Regions from separate parts of the Bombyx mori genome. Here region 2 is linked to region 1. The links are chromatin contacts, called in public Hi-C maps. All regions are on one chromosome and are shown on one strand. The core of a region is the stretch at or near the end of the contact, and the rest is flanking DNA. Distances in the headings are between cores, read along the strand shown.

The links. A called contact is a pair of places that touch in the nucleus more often than the background predicts.
Region 2: a contact with region 1 is called in a Hi-C map of whole pupa, with 4 times the contacts expected there. The contact joins the promoter of LOC101743528 here to the enhancer-like site in region 1. A contact is called at or near these places in 2 of 7 Hi-C or Micro-C datasets (both in whole pupa).

What each region holds. Positions count from the first base shown.
Region 1 is chr25:3,706,338-3,709,489 of ASM3026992v2, forward strand. The region is part of intron 2 of LOC101743528 (dynein regulatory complex subunit 7); the gene reads right to left. Among protein-coding and RNA genes, the nearest start is that of LOC101743302, 57 kb to the right of the region's middle. Within about 2 kb of position 1,669, at least 8 of the 8 cell types and tissues checked have open chromatin away from gene starts, as enhancers often do.
Region 2 is chr25:3,777,834-3,780,985 of ASM3026992v2, forward strand. LOC101743528 (dynein regulatory complex subunit 7) reads right to left here and starts at 1,609. Exons shown (of 14, transcript XM_038020260.2): 1 at 1,005-1,609. The coding sequence starts at 1,430. LOC692863 (calcium-binding protein p22) reads left to right here and starts at 2,284. Exons shown (of 5, transcript NM_001046708.1): 1 at 2,284-2,595; 2 at 2,772-3,035. The coding sequence starts at 2,529.

The sequences.
Region 1 (3,152 bases), core at 419-2,918:
TCATCCGAAACAAAAATCTCTTTGAACTGCGAAATAAAGAACGAATCGAGCAACGAAGAGTGCCATTTTAAACTGGACGATTGCTGGCCCTGTTGTTATTATCGTTGCCTTTCATGTTTTATTGTATTTTGATTTCTAGTACATTTAACATAAAGGCTACTTTATATTGCCGTTTTACAAGAGCATTCGACACTAAAATGAGCCGTTTTGTAAAGGGTTTTACAGGTTTATATCTCACTGCTTAGACCGAAAGTTTCCCTTTTGATAACTTTCACTATGTTAATGTTTCGTTTTTTCTTTGTAAAAAACATTTATGTACCCTCATATTTTATTATTAGTGCATTGCTCATTGGTGTCCACTTCAATATACATTGCTTATACAACAATAAATTATTATTTTTAGGTGATATTGAAAAATAATATTGATAATAAGTAGGTATCAATCAAGCAAGCTAAATTGAGCAGATGAACTCATGGCCAACCTGATCTTAAGCATTTACTGATAGCCATATTTTATTTTACAACGCTACCCACCCTGATACATAAGACTGACGCCCCAATTATTGATTTATTACGTTGACACAACGGCTTCGCGGGAAAAGTACGCTGGATATTGTTAACGTTATTACCCACTCGTACCAACTTGCATCGAGACACTCCTCCACTACAAGTCCTAGACTGAAATCCTCGAGGAAGACGCGAATGTGGGCCTCCCAGGCAAGGCCGAAGAACTGGCGACTGGTAAACTGGCAAACCAACCATCTTGAAGAGAAATGAAACGCTAATCTCAAAACCAGAATTGAATCCTGAAACTCTTTAAACGCTATCTGCCCTTTATCACAGAAACTCAAAAAAACTACTCAATATAGAAGTTGTGGGAACTAGGGTGTCAAGTAAAATGTCTAGATGAGATTAAAAAATGAATGTATGCTATAGGCGTTGCCACCTCTGAAGGATATCGGCCTATCACTTAGGATTCTCCGCGAACATCACAAGGACCCTGTGACCGTCTTGACTAAGCCTAAGCTATGCTGCGCTCTGATTGATGTGACTAACAGCTAACTATCTCGTACTGTGTTCTTATATTTTTTCCTATCAGAAAGACATAATGAGGTGCGAGCGAGATAGATGATCGATTTATCAGTGCACTGCTAAGGAACACATACAGTTCGCATAGTCATCGCTATTACACAAAGCAAGACGTGTATATTTTTAATAGTTTCTTCACTCATATTAAAAAATCGATATGGTTCAATACAGTATAGCATAGCAGAGTTTAGCTCTTTGATTACTCACGGTAGTACTTAAAACCACGCCATCTTATCCCCTTTGGCTTATTCGAGTTCAGCTTGGACAGGGACTGGGCGTTTAAATTATTTTCATTGTAATCAAAGAAAGCTTTTAGTGTTGTTCGGTCAGTGATGTCTGGCTAATTAGTCCTGACTAAAAAAAAATACCATGTGTTACTTAGCTGATATCTAGAACGTCTTGCATAGGATTAAATCGTAAAGTTGCGACGCAAAATACCCATAATCCCGTTCAAAGTAATTTCATAAGCTAAATATTCGATATTTTTGTATTCCGTTCGCGTGGTCGTTAGCAACAGTCGGTAGACGATGACGGCTGAGCGGATGAGTCAGCCCGTGACCGAGACGCGATAATGCGCGGTGCCCTGTCACCGCGATGCAGTTACGTGCGTCCGCGCCGTCAGATCAGACACAGGGTACACGAGCGATAGCGGGGTACGAAAAAAAACAACATAATCACAACACAATAAGGATACAGTACAACACAGTACCTAACTTATATCAATAACTAGCTGACCCGGCAGACATCGTATTGCCTCAATTGATAAATATAAAAGACTTTTGTATAAAATAAACTTAAAACAAACAAAAGGAATCCGTCCGACGGAAAACATATCAAAAGGAACCAAAATTGTTATTTTTATTTAATTCCGAGCATTTTCATATTTTTATTTAGCTTTTAAACCTTCTCTGGACTTCTAGAAATAATTCAAGACCAAAATTAGCCAAATCGGTCCAGCCCTTCCAGAGTTTTAGCGAGACTAACGAACAGCAATTCATTTTTATATGTATAGATTATACACACTATATAAAAAGTATAAGAATTCACCCCTTTGAATTTTCTTGTAATATTTTCCAATTCTGTCCCATATTCAAATTTCAATATTCTACTCGTAGCTCTTCAGAAATTTATGTTTAAAATCAAGTTAAACAACCTCACCTGTCAAGGACCATCGTAGTGAAACTGCAATGTTAAGCGAAGCCGTAACAAGAGAATGTAATTTTTATGTACAGCATACATTGCGTGCAGTATGAATCACATCAGTAAGTGTGTTTATATTTTGTATTATTATCTGAATTAATTAGACTTTTTTATGGTTCTCGTATCATAGCCTAGGCCACAAAATCTATGCGGTAAGTCGTGTCTTAACTGTGACCTTGGTATGGCTTGAGCGATAGTAAGCTGCTTTTAATTTCTACAATCCTAACAAGGATTTTTCAATCATACTTCCAAACAATTCACATTTTCCAGGACAGCTCTCTTATACCCGGTAGCCTTTAAAGAGTTAATTATGCTTGGCCAAAATTTACTAAGTCACGTTTACATTCACCTTTTGTTTTATTGCTTAGATGGGTAGACGAGCTCACAGCCCACCTTGTGTTAAGTGGTTACCGGAGCCCATAGACATCTACAACGTAAATGCGCCATAAAACGCATTACTGCTTCACGGCAGAAATAGGCCCCTGCCTGGTGGTACCTACCCGTGCGGACTCACAAGAGGTCCTACCACCAGTAATTACGAAAATTATAATTTTGCGGATGTGATTTTTATTACACGATCTAATAAATCACCTAATTACAAGTTATCCTCATTGATATTAATTACACAGAAGACTAGAATAAGCGGATATTAACACGACGGGTTCTTTAATATCTTTCACATCGTGCCAAATAAGACAAACGAGTTTGGCGAGGTCACCGCCCGCTTCCGCGTATGCCACAGTGTCAGCGGTGTGGCCCATCTGCACTGGGCTGGGAGCATAAAAACATTGCGCAGCTGCGGACGCAGTCACTGCAGAACGTCCGCGATTTTGAAACAGCTTATGCATGATCTGCAGTCGTTT
Region 2 (3,152 bases), core at 359-2,858, 71 kb after region 1:
ACTTCGTCATAGACTTGTAGTTGTCGTTTAATTTTAAATAATAAAGATGTATCATCTGCGAATAATACGACCTCGTGTCGGGACTCAATAAAACTAGGTAAATCGTTTATATATATTAGAAATAAAAAAGGACCCAAAATGGAACCCTGAGGTACACCCATTTTCAACAAGGTGCCTGAAGATCTATTACCTTTCACATCTACTGTTTGTATCCGTCCTGATAAATAGGAAGTAATAAGTTCCAATGCACCATCCCTAATACCATAGTGATGTAGTTTCCTCACCAATGTTTCATGTTCAACACAGTCAAATGCTTTGGACAAGTCACAGAAAATTCCAAGACAATCATGCGATTCCTCCCAAGATTTAAAAATATTTTTGACTAGATAAGCACCTGCATCAGTTGTAGAGCGACCCCTGGTAAACCCGAATTGTTTAGTATGAAGCAGGTTATTTGAATTAAAATCGAATACTTCACAGCTTTCGTGGTCCCGATCCACTAACGGTGCTTTTAGGTACCCCAAGCACCGGTCATTGTTCTTGTCGAACCCGTCGCTTGCACGAAAGGCTCGGCGAGTAAATTAACCCACAGACACAGCCCACTGAGTTTCACGCCGGATCTTCTCACTGGGTCGCGTTTCCGATCGGGTGGTAGATTCTGCGAAGCGCGGCTCTTGCTAGGGTTCGTGTTAGTAACAACGTAGGGTTTTAGCCCCGTGAGCTCACCTCCCGATGACGCTGATATGATTTCTCAAGACCATCAGCTTAGGTAGGAAATACAATTTAAAAAAAAAGCTTTCGCGGTTACGCTGAAGCTTCCGAAAATAATAAACGCGATATTAAATCGTAAGGTTAAAATGTCTATGCGTAAACCAAAGCAAATCGAAGTATTTGTGTATAAAAAATTACTAGTATGTAATAGTATTTTAAACTCGTTATCCCATGTTCGTAAGTGCATTTGGTCAAAGTTACATCTAGCGACATCTATTGTTAATAGAGATTACCTGTAATCCACATTCGTTTGGCGCTTGTAGCAACAAAGGTTTCCGAGGTTTAAAATGAAATAAGAACTGTCGCCTAAAACATTCCGCATAAGCAAGTAGTAAGCGTTCTTTTGGACTGTTCGTGTAGTAGCTTTCTGGAAATTTAGTTCTCGTCTCGAACACTGGTTCGACTATATCCGGCCAGCATAAGTTTATCACACCGAGCTCATAGATGGTGTTGTTCAACGTTTCTAATGTTAAAGGTTCATTCACATCTTTCAAACTAAACACTTTAGGAGATATTTCATCGAATTCTTCTTCTTTATCTGGTTCATCTAATATCTCACTCGCTACATTTTCATTTACCTCCAATAAAGGGTCCAGAGGCTCCAATTCCGATTTCCTTTCTGTCCCAAACGTTTCTGATTGTAGTTTTGGAACACTCATTGTAGATGATTAAGCTACAACTTCTATTAATTGGATTCATTTAACATAAACATGACTAGAATACTCAAATTTCAGTTACCTACGCAACCACGTAACTTTCCTGAATACAGCTGTTTTCAGTGTAACATTCTATTTCCCTTAGTAATTTCAAAATTTCATAGCAATATCAAAACGTTAGGGTACGTTTGTGTTGCAAGCTAAAAACTATTGCCATCGATTAGGATGGCTTGGAACTTCTGAGGATAAAACGACCACAAAAGCCAAAACTATGTTAAACGTTAAATTATAATACGATACATAGGTTGGGGGAAATAAAAATTTGACACGACAGTATAAAATGTACATAAACAGTATAAAATTCTAGCTAAAAAGACCATGACAACCGCTCGTGCAATGCGCAAGGTTATGTGAATTTAGTAAATTGACAAGTTTACATGTAAAATAATATCATATTTAAATCCAATTCTAGCAAAAACATAGCAAAAAACACTACCTTTCAATTTTTTTAATTCAGATCTTCAGCTGCCTTATCGCTTTAAGCTGGAATTATTTAGTGCTTATACCCGTGCGGCCCTCCAAAAGCCTTTTCACAATAACCATTTTAGTATGTGTAAAATTTCGTACACGCCTAAATCTTATCCTATCTGGTGTAATTAAAGCATTGTCTGCCAAATTCATAATTTAACATACAGGTTTGAGGTCGGAATTTTTTCTAGAGCCAGAATCGAAAAAATCATTAGCAACACTATTCAAGTCTGCATACATGTCACAATTACTGTCACTCTCAAATGTCAAAAAGTAAAATGTCAGTGACAGTCTGATCGTGAACATTTCTCAATTTTCCATAGACCTACAATTTTCTCATCAGTTGATTGGCAAAATACTTCAAATCAAATTAGGAAATTTAATTTTTTCACTGTTATTTCAAATGGAATAGTTATATACATTTCATGTTATAAAAATTTTGAAAAACATAACTATCACACATAACCAATGTAAATTATTAAATAAATTCTGCGGTTAATTAATAATTAAGTGCTATCAGGGCTCCCTTATCAAAGGTCTTGGCACAAAGGTTAGTAGTGATTTCACAGAAAGATGGGAAATAAGTCGTCTTTGTTGTTGAGAGAGGAGGAAATTGCACAAATACAGGAAGAAACCGGGTGTAAGTTATTTTCCTTATTAAATCAATTGTTTGTTATTGTAATTATTTATGATGTAGTCATCAAGTGATATGTCCATGCATACTTTAATGAAATTACTAAACATCAGTAACATTTAAAATGCACTGAAACTGATTGAAACACCATTCTGTACCTAATCAATGTTTAACATTTTCAGTCACACCTAATCAAATAGAACGCCTTTATTCCCGATTCACATCACTAGACAAAAATGACTGCGGAACATTATCTCGTGAGGACTTCCTGAGAATTCCAGAGTTAGCAATCAATCCACTAAGCGAGAGAATTGTGCAATCATTCTTTGCTGAAAGCCACGATGACAGAGTTAACTTCCTGCAGTTCATGAGGGTTCTTGCACACTTTAGGCCCATCAAGAAGAATAGGGAAAATAAACTCAATTGCAGAGAAGAAAAATTGAGGTGTAAGTAAAAAATTGTCTGTAAACTTTAGTAACCATTTTACATTAGATGGGCTATTGTAACCCATCGCAAAACATTCACATTAGTCTAAGGTTTATGCCATTTACATTGTCTAGTGT